Linked DNA regions of Zea mays: regions 1 and 2 are each linked to region 3. The links are chromatin contacts, called in public Hi-C maps. All regions are on one chromosome and are shown on one strand. The core of a region is the stretch at or near the end of the contact, and the rest is flanking DNA. Distances in the headings are between cores, read along the strand shown. Region 1 holds the start of LOC100286119 (G-patch domain containing protein). Region 2 overlaps LOC100286119 (G-patch domain containing protein). Region 3 holds the start of LOC100191395 (aberrant lateral root formation 4).

Evidence for each region. Hi-C and Micro-C count contacts between places; a contact is called where the count stands out from the background.
Region 1: a contact with region 3 is called in a Hi-C map of endosperm, with 3 times the contacts expected there. The contact joins the promoter of LOC100286119 here to the promoter of LOC100191395 in region 3. A contact is called at or near these places in 12 of 25 Hi-C or Micro-C datasets (bundle sheath, ear, endosperm and 5 more).
Region 2: a Hi-C map of leaf shows a contact between it and region 3, with 2.7 times the contacts expected there. The contact joins the enhancer-like site here to the promoter of LOC100191395 in region 3. A contact is called at or near these places in 9 of 25 Hi-C or Micro-C datasets (bundle sheath, ear, leaf and 3 more).

Annotation. Positions count from the first base shown.
Region 1 is chr1:148,474,691-148,478,232 of Zm-B73-REFERENCE-NAM-5.0, reverse strand. It overlaps LOC100286119 (G-patch domain containing protein), which reads left to right and starts at 1,955. Exons shown (of 6, transcript NM_001159007.2): 1 at 1,955-3,243. The coding sequence starts at 2,022.
Region 2 is chr1:148,456,903-148,460,248 of Zm-B73-REFERENCE-NAM-5.0, reverse strand. It overlaps LOC100286119 (G-patch domain containing protein), which reads left to right. Exons shown (of 6, transcript NM_001159007.2): 5 at 80-149; 6 at 630-1,500. The coding sequence ends at 1,310. Among protein-coding and RNA genes, the nearest start is that of LOC100286119, 18 kb to the left of the region's middle. Within about 2 kb of position 2,053, at least 17 of the 20 cell types and tissues checked have an H3K27ac peak or open chromatin away from gene starts, as enhancers often do. A contact at or near this core is called in bundle sheath, ear, leaf and 1 more, where this site is marked.
Region 3 is chr1:148,766,416-148,769,580 of Zm-B73-REFERENCE-NAM-5.0, reverse strand. It overlaps LOC100191395 (aberrant lateral root formation 4), which reads right to left and starts at 1,761. Exons shown (of 14, transcript NM_001136829.1): 1 at 1,589-1,761; 2 at 1,276-1,476; 3 at 1,011-1,160. The coding sequence starts at 1,702.

The DNA of each region.
Region 1 (3,542 bases), core at 706-3,205, 290 kb after region 3:
TATCTGGGAAGAATCTTACTATACAGGAGGAGAAATTTTAGGTAGTATTTGGTTTTGGATATAGATGTCCAGGTGGGTCGGGCTTGCCGGGTGGCCCGGAACCCAGCACGGATTTGGCCCGGCCGGCACGAAGCAAAGCGGGCCCGTGCCGGCCTGGCCCGGTCACCGGCCCGTGCCTGGGCCTAAGGCACGACACGACACAACACGTTTTTTTCATTTTTCATACAAATACATATAATATACTTGAATATAGAGTATAAAATACAAGAAATATGTTGGTTTTGTGGGTGTAAATAAGTGTTTATAGCTAATAACTATGATTTAAACATTCATATATGTATATTTTTAATATATTTTTATCATTTAAACACCATATACTATTATAGGGTCGTTAGGCTCATCGGGTCGTGGGCCGACCCAGCACGATTAATACCTTAGCGTGTCGTGCTTGGGCCTCGCTGGAGGCCCGTGGGCCGGCACGGCACGGCCCGCTAGCTAATCCGAGCCGGGCCGGCACGATCCCAATCCGTGCTGGCCCTAGTCGGGCTGGGGCCGGGTCGGCGCGGTCCGCCCATTTAGACATGTATAGTTCCAAAGTATGATGGGATGGAGCCACTCCATTCTCAATTTGTTGTTGTTTGGATTGGTTCTGTGGAATAGAGTGGTTGTAAAAAATTGTGCTAAAATACGAAATCATTTATCTTCAAAATCTCCTGATCACAGTCGCAACCTCCCTGGGATGGAGCCACGCTCCATTCTAACTGGCTCTGTAACCAAACATTACCTTATACCCATATTTAAATTTTACTTAGCGAACACTGATTTCTACAATATAAAACAGTGCAAATCAATCTTTAAATAATTACTTTTTAAATAATTATATAGGCGACCTGTCCGTCTAAACAAACCCTTGTATCCTTGCCATGTGGCTAGGCTCCACGCCCCGACCAAACAACCAAACACAAGGCTAGTTTGGGAGCCGTATAATCGGAGGGGATTGGAGAGCTAAAATCCCCTCCTTATTCATTTTGAAGGAAGGGCTACTACCTCCAGTTATTAGTGGGCTTTTTTCTCTATGGGAAATACTTAATCGAGTTCGGTCGTTTTTTCCGAAGAAAGAAGACTCCTCTCCATAGGGCAAGGCATAGAAGTACAAGTGGGAAAACGAGGAATGGGGCGTCAAACTGTTGGAAATAAATGGGTTAGTTAAGTGCAAAGCTGATGGGTCTGTCGATAGATAGTTGGCTCGCTTAGTAGCAAAGGGATCCGTTAGGTAGATTAGAATGAGACATTCGTTGAAAGAAAAGCCTAGTTTGACGCTTCCTAATTGAATGAACTGATCGAACTTCTTTTCTTCACTCCAAAGCAAGGGGATTATATGATAATCATCACCAACGATTTGAAGGCTAGGATGAAGTAATATCCCTTACGAGAATTGAACCCGTATCTTCGACATGAAAAGACGATGTCCTAACCACTGGATGAAAGGGACCAAAAAGCAATTCTTCATATACCTAAGAAAAGAGAAGAGAATAGAAGTGGTTCTTTTTTTTTCTATACAAAATTCGACGATTTCGTTTGTGTTCATGTTGGCGATTTCAGATGTGAATGAGGCCGGTCGCCTCCCCTTCATATGAGTTCCCAGTGACACATCAACCACGCCCCTTCTTTTTCTCCGATCATAAATAACATGATCTCTTTCTTTGTCTTTCATTCCCTTCTTTCTAATTCAAAAAAGTAAGGAGGGCGGTAAGGCGCCTATAGTTTGATAGGTAGGCTCGCAACTTACAAAGGGCACTCACTGCTCGCAGGCCTGCTCTTTCTATTATAATTTCTATTTACTCCTTGAAAATAAATAAGGAGAGGATTTTAGCTCTCCAATCTCTTCCAATTCTGCGGCTCCCAAACTAGCGCACGGTTTTATTATCTTAGCCCTCAAGAAAGACAGGCTACCAAACCGCCGCTCGCGTCGGTCACGCCAGGCCTGACGCGAGCACATCGCAATCCTAGCCACCAAAACAATGCCCGGCGGCAAGCGCCGCCGCGCACGCAACCCCACCGCCGGCGGGCCTCAGCGTAGCGCCGGCGCAGGTCGTCGTCGTCCCGTCCCCGAGCTCCCGTCTTTTGTCTCCCCCGCTTCTGTCGCCGCCGCCTTCTCCCCCGCCTCGGGCGGCCGCAGCCGCGGGCGGTGCGCCCGGCGTTGCGGCGCCTACTCCGATGGCGAGTCCTCCCACGCCGTCCCCTTTAGCTATCCTTCCCTCCGCTCCTGCTCCGCTTATCCGGAGCGTGATCAGGCGCAGGCACTGGAGGTGACCATCGACACCGCACCCTGCGCCGACCCAGCCGCTTCCGTCCCGATGTACTCGTACGGCCCCGCCGTGCTCGGTGAGACCGGGCTTGTGCTGAGTGCGGACGAGGAGGAGGCCTGTGATAGAGGGCTGCATCTCGGGTTAGGATTCCGGGATGGAGGACACGATGAGATGGAGCTCAAATTGAAAGAGCTGACAGAGGAAGATGTCTCCTTCAAGACGCCCAAGCGGAAGCAGGAGCAGAGGGCGAAGGCCAACCCAGGATTTTTGTTGATTGGGGGAGTCAGGATTTACACGGAGGACATCTCATCATCAGAATCGGATCGGATGAGCAGCTCTGATGTGGATTTAGAGCCCAACTCAGGTGATGGGGAGAGATTTGAGAATGATGATGGTGACAGTGACGAGGAAGATAGGCAAGGCGAGGAGAGAGATTCAATATCTGATAGCGAGTCATTAGGATCGGAATCAGATGAAGATTTGAGCACCGGGGATTCTTCTTCAGTTGACAATGAGGTTGTTGCTGATTACATGGAGGGTATTGGTGGGAGTGACGAGCTGTTGAGCAGTAAGTGGATCACTAGTATGAATTTGGGTGATGCAGATACTATAGAGCAGATGTATACAAATGACAATGATGGGTTTGTGAAGAAGGGGAAGGAAAAGCTTGAGGGTTATGCACTAATGACTGCATCCGAGCAGTATGGGATGAAGAGGCGGAACTCCCTTGAGCAGCGGAAGGGAAAAGGAATGGTTTGTGACAGGGATTTGTCAAGCATGCAAGTGATGGACCAGGAAGATATGTTCATGGTGAACAATGTCTGGATGCCAAACAGGTCAAGAAAGGGGATGAAGACAGGATCATCATCCTCTCAGCTCTCACAGTCGTGGCCTAAAGATGATAGGAAAAGCAAAAACTATCAGAGCAGGCCAGGTATTAGGTTCTCCATTTCTTGCCCTGTGTTTTCCTTTGGTTTCTGTGGTAAATTTGTTAAATTTTGTAAAACGAGAATCTAGATGTCTTGGATAATGGGCTAACCTGATATAAACCTTACTAGATACATTGTGCTTGCATTCATTGACGCAATGTACTGGAGAAAATAAGAGTATATTAGTACCCAGTCAATCCACTTATAAATCTCATAAAACTATCATCGGTTGGTCACTTGCTTTCTCAGGGTTGAAGAATGAGGATGAGGTTTCTAGAATAGAGGGTAGTGAAGCAACTCTTTT
Region 2 (3,346 bases), core at 804-3,303, 310 kb after region 3:
TTAAGGATCTTATTTGCTTGGTTTATTTCGCATTTATATAGCTTATCCTTCCTGTCAAATCAATAATTCTTCCTTGCAGATTTGTAACTGTGACATTGACTGGGCACTCTTCCTTGCCATCTGCAGATGGCCAAGTTCGACTTGAAAAGGTGTCTACTTTGTTTTTTTCCACTGGAGATAGTATACCTCCTGTTCTTATACTGTTGCTTATCATTTTAGTTCTTTTTTACAGTCTAGTCATTTCTGAAGATGATATAATTCGTAATTGTAACTAGGTGCGGATAACAAGCCAAGTGCACTTCTTTTTGAGCTTTAGGTCAAACTGATGTAATCTTATTTATGAGTTTTCCAATCTATCAGTAATTCAAAATCATCTGTTTTATTTTAAATGAAAAACGAGTTCAATCGGAACAATTTTGAAACTAGTTACAGAGCCAGCTCAATGAGTTTTTTTTGTCCAGCCCCAATTGTATCATATAAAGCTTTAATTACTGATCAAATTGTATCATGCCATTTTTGTGTTTCAAAAGATGCCACTATTCCCTTTATCCCCCTTCTTGATGCTGGTCTCCTCACTGCTAATTGTTTCAATATATATGTTATCTAACCACTTTGTTAAATGATTCCAGCTTTTGGGGACTGAATCTGAGAACTCTGTCTCGAGCTCTAAAGGCCCAGCACGACTGAAGGGCCATTCTGCTCCAGGAAAGTGTGTAAAACACTGGGAATCCAGTGGAAATAAATCTACCAAGAAACAGGTCTCCTTCGCAGAGCGTCCAGTATCTTTTGTCAAGTGTGGAACCATTGTGGACTCCCTTACTGAGGCAATAGCTGGCCCAAGTGGTGGTGATACCTCGTGTGTTAAACCTGTTGAAAGTAACTCCACCCATCTAGGCTCCTTTGAGGTGCACACCAAGGGCTTTGGTTCAAAGATGATGGCCAAAATGGGATTCATCGAGGGCACTGGCCTTGGTAAAGATGGCCAAGGTATAGTGCAGCCGATACAAGCCGTGCATCGTCCCAAATCTCTTGGACTAGGTGTAGAATTTGACAGTGTGGCTGAGGCGATCAAAGCAAGGGCAGAACCCATCAAATTAATTTCAGAGCTGAGGCGGAATGTGTGGGCACCAGAGACGAGTGGCGTTGGCTCCTTTGAGAAACACACCAAGGGTTTTGGCTCCAAAATGATGGTGAATATGGGGTTTGTCCCAGGGTCCGGACTGGGGAAGGATGGCCAGGGCATTGCCACCCCCTTGACCGGAGTAAGGCGACCGAAATCACGGGGACTGGGAGCCGAGGACAAATATTAGCTTACACCATTTTCGCATTTGATGTATCTTTCTTGTCGTGTTCCTTGTTACATGCGGATTACATAGTTTGCTGGGAGGGCGAACCTTTGAGCACCCTGAATGGTGAAACAATGGGTTTTCACTTGTTTCTTTCAACTTCTCAATGAAGTTTTATATATTTGTTCTATCAATGTTATATTTGTTTCATTTTTCTATGGCCCTTGCTTGTGCAACTGAATGATTGTGAATAGGCTCATCACTAAGTGAGAAGAGGTCAACTTTATCCGCTCGAGGCCGCACGAGTCTCGGAAATCTCTACCCCTGCTGCGGCTGCTTGCATCCTCTCTTATGTGGGGATGAAAATGGTACGGATATAGCTAGATATAGGGTTATCCTCTATCCTACTCTAATGTATTTTTATCGGATACAAGACTAGATATGGATAGTTAAAATTCGGGACGAATACAAAACGGGACCGAGTAATAATCCGGGTGGGTAAGAAACGGGATATTCTGGATAGTTGTCGGGTAGTTCATCCTGATAATATTAATTGTCCAACCCTACAACAATTATATAAATTAAGAAATATATAGTTCAAATATAAGAAATGCCACGTTAGCTGTGCACGATGCCTCAGCGATGCACGACCAAGCGTCCAAACCAACCATGATGTCTCTCATCGACTCAGCCACTACCAAATGGCCACCTAATCTAGAAGCTTTAGGCCTTGCTTTCTGCTGAATTGGTGTAATGGGCTCAGCAGGGAGCAGCACAGCCGCCAGCAGGCCCAGGCATCAAGCGCACAGGCACGCAGCCCACAGACAGCAGCGCAGCATCACTTTGGTCCGGGTATCCGACCACCGCTACCCGTATCTGACCCAGGATAGGTACTTACTGGGTACTCGCGATTCTGTATTCTACCCGTATCCGGGATTCAATATCTGTGTAGTATCCGTATCCATCCCGTCAAAAAAAACCTGTATCCGCATTTAAAAATTTCGCACGTTTTCGTACCCATATCCGATACCCGTTCCGGGTACCCATCCCGTATTCATCCCTACCCTTCTGTCTCTGTCGTCCTCGCCAGCAGCAGGGAGAGGCGGGCAACCATCCTCTTCACATATCTATGTGGATAGAAAATAAAAATAGATATCTAAATTATGGTACATGAAAAACATACAATACAATGTATGCAAACAAGACTTGGGTGCAATTAGCAAACGAGTTTTCTGGGTCTTCAAATGAGGATCTAACCGTAAATGCATCTTTAGCACATACACCCTCGCACTAGGTCACTCCAATCTTACGGATACCCACTGTCGCTCTATTATCCTTTCCCGATCGTGTCTGATGTTAGTCACCTGTTAAGATTTCTGAAGAGAACCAAAGCAGCGCAACACCATTAAAGTGACATAGTCCTTTTCCCTTCAATCCACCCATAGAGAAGAGGAAGATTAAGGGGAGTGTTGGAACTTGCTAACTCGGGGCCAACCAAGCTCAAACGGTGGGAGAATAGAAAGCGGTTTGATGCTAGTAGATGCAAGGTATTAGGGCAACTGTGTTTTTTTCCGTCCCCCGCAATGGTACATTATGGGGGTATTTATAGGTAACCGAGGGTCGGCCCTGCCATGCCAAGGACAATTACACCCTCAGTTACCTAGGTTATCCCCGGAATATTCCCCCTTGGGGGGGTTATGGCGGGTCATTATAGCGTAATCAATTATAGACATGGGCCAACCCTCTATCAGCCCTACCAGCGTGGCGGCCTATGGTCGGGACCCTGTGACATGGACCGACTATACACGGGCCCCATTTTACAATGTGGAAGATTACAACGCATGGTCTTCGTAGTCCTAGTTTGCTCGATCTCCGGAGTCCTTGATGGTCTTCGCGTCGGCCTATCCGGGCGAAGGTAGTGCCTGAGTATTCACAAGTGCGTCGTCCCTAAGCACTTCGCAGAGTGGCTCAATTTTTAGGCATTTGTGGTCTTCAGTCTTGAATCCTCTGGCGCGGACACATCGAGCGAGGGGGGCGTTACACCTTCGCCCCAACATTTT
Region 3 (3,165 bases), core at 512-3,011:
GTGAAAATTCTCACATGGGCTTACCGTTGTGTATGAGTGCAGGGGGTTGGGGTCTTAACCCCTGCAGGTTGAGTTTTTTCTTAGTATGGCCAAAAGATAACATCAACTACAAGTAAAGATTGTAAAGATTAATCCAGATCTGTTAGATGAGAAGAAACCATATCAACCATCTCAGATCCCAAATGACCATCAGTCATGAGCCTTTGGACATATACAATTACTTCTGGGTGAGAAAGGAGCCAAGATCCTCCTTGCAAAATGTAGTCACAATTTGCAAACAGCATTCTAAGTCCCCTTTGGAACAATGAAATTCTTCATGTATCCTGTGTTTTTCCTATGAACATGAACTGATTCCTAGGGGGCCTAAGTGTTGAGAAATTTCCTATCAGCAAATGTACACACAACTTGCAAGCATTAACACGCTCAAATTCCCAAGAACAGAGAAATGTTCTATCGTCATTGCGAAACGACAGTTATGCAACCAAGAACGAGAAGTCAAGAAATTAATATATCTAGAGAATTTGTCTATGCAACACTCTAGTGTTTTGGGCTCTTCCGTCGTCCGGTTTTTTCTTCGTATCTTAGCTGGCTTGCCTTGGTTTATCCCTTCCTGAGTCCTCAGTCACTTAGAGCCTTTCTGCCTCTTTTCCTCCTCCTAACATGCCCCACAGCCAACCAGCCTGCGGGCGCAGTAGGGTTTCGCTAGAGCTCTACGGCTACGGCCGCAGCCGTGAAGCTCCAATGAGACCCTACCTCGCTGCAGCAACCTCCTCCTTCCCCTCCCCCAGAAGACCTCTTGATGATGGTTGCCCCGCCCCCAACCTGGCCTAACCGCCGCCTGCTCAAGTGGCATTACCGTGCCTCCACCTCGCCGCCATCTCTCCTATCCCCACTCCCTGGCCTGCCTGCCTCCCCAAAAAATTCTTCTAAGCCTGCCAGATATGGAGGACAGAGAGAGAGAGAAAGAGCATTGTATAGCATTTCTCTGTATAAATCGAAGTATAACAAACCTCACAGAGGATGGAGAGCATGTCCCTCGGATTGCAATTCGTCACGAAGAACTTTAGGATAGCTGCGGCAACATCCCGGCATCTCCCCATTCGAGCCCCTAGCTTCGCCACGGGTTTGGGAAGCACAAGCGAGAGCGCGTCAAGGGCCATCTGTTGTCAGGACATAACAACGAAATCAGTACGCCAAACACCCATCGTTATCCGTTCTCCCAAGCACATCAAAAAAATCGCAAGACACGTCAATTCGAGAGGAACGCGTTCCGACCTGGTTCGAGATCGATGACGGGCGAGAGAGGAACTCGAGCACCTCGCGAAGCAGCACTTCGGAGGCCCCTGACCTCGACGCGTCTTGGCTGTCGTCGCTCCCGTCATCGAGCTCGCCACTTACGCCGGCTGCGGTGTCAAGAATGTCGGAGATGGTGAAGGAGGCGGTTTCGGAAGCATTGAAGTTGCCGGACTCGCAAGCCTGTGGTGGAACGGAGATGGTGAGAGTTTAAAAGGGCTCCGGGAGACCGGGACCGGAAAGAAGCAATTGGTTCGAGAGATTAAGGTGTACTAAGATCGGGTTAATGGGTTACCTCGGAAAGGGCGGTAAGTGCTTCGCGGAGGCGGCCAGGGTACGGGGCTGCGGAGGCGGCCGGAGTAATGGGGTCTTCGGCGATGGCGGCGGCGGAGGGTTCGACGGCGTTCATGGCGCTGCTGCGGTGCCGCAGCCCGCACTATTGCCGATTATGTAGGGGGGAAAGTTTAGCATGTGACATTTTCAATGTAGATATTTCGTAGGTCTATAAACTTTTAAAGACCGTGCATTGCGACGGCTCACAACAATACACACGTAAATTATTCACTAAAAAATTTTAAGATTTTTTTGTTGATTGTCTCCGCACTTCGCATAATATTGTTTATAAACGCACAGGTACCATAGGCAGTAAATCAGAGACCCCATCACTCGACTCCCCCACTTTCAAGGTTTCGTAGAGCAAGAGGGGAAGTGAAGAGGCGGACATACATGTTCATGCCGAAGAAAGACACGACGAAGATATGTGCATCTGGAGGCAACATAGGTAGTATAATGCTAGATATATAGGGAGAGAGCACGCAATCGGAGAAAGAAGCCCAGCCGGAGCAGCTCCAACCCGAGAGGCACACGCACTAGACGGTCAATCCGAGAAGGGCGAGAGAATGTGAGTGTCTTCCCAGCCCTGGACCCGCCGAAGCGACACAACGCTATCACCAACTCCGTAGCATATGCCGACTACTGCCACGCTACGGGCCTTGGTTGTCCAATATCTCAGACCTGGACTCATCATCACCAAGATAATCTAAGCGTGTCAGGCGCCACCATGTCCTCCTCGACGGCACGCACGGAGAAAGGCCAGGAGTTTTGACCGACTCGCCTCGTACCCGTGTTGACGAGCGCCGGTCGGCTCACGGCTGCGACCGTGGGCGGGGGCAGCAAGTTGGGGAGGAAGAATAGGGCGAAGGCCGGGAAGACGAACGGGACGTCCGACGACAGCGAAAACGATGGTGCGCGCATGATGTGAAACGTCCTCGTGGACGTGCAATAGACACTGCGCGAGTCGGTGTTGGGCTGGTGTTAGACGAATACGAGGAGTAGGCACATGCTCCTACGCCCTGTGCCGAGAATGGGGTGGCGCGAAGGTGGAGGCATGAGGAGAGAGAGAGAGAGAAAAGAAGTAGAATGGCGAACGAGGTGGTGGCAACTGAGGCAAGGATCATCATTATCGTGGGGAGGTATAGATGGCCAAATGAGTCGTGTCTGGCGAGCCGGTTCGAGGCACGACCCATTTAATAGTGCCTGGGCCAACCCGGCACGAGCGTCGTGCGGTGCTTGGGTTGTAGCCTCGGCCCGTAGTGCTGGCCCGGCCCGACACAATTATTTTTTTGTTTTACAAAAAAATCATATATACATATGTACAATTTATATTCAATATTATAAACACCTAAGCATGATGTTCTACTGGTTAGTTAGCTTCGCCCAGTGTCTCCCAACCTTCTTCCATAAGGGTGTGGGTTCAAACCCCACCTCCTGTACTGCTTTTTAACATTTTACACTGAGTTGATTTGGAAGAAATGTAGGGACTTTTTGTAAAAAGATGACGCAGGACGACCGTTGAGGGACTTTTTTGTAAAA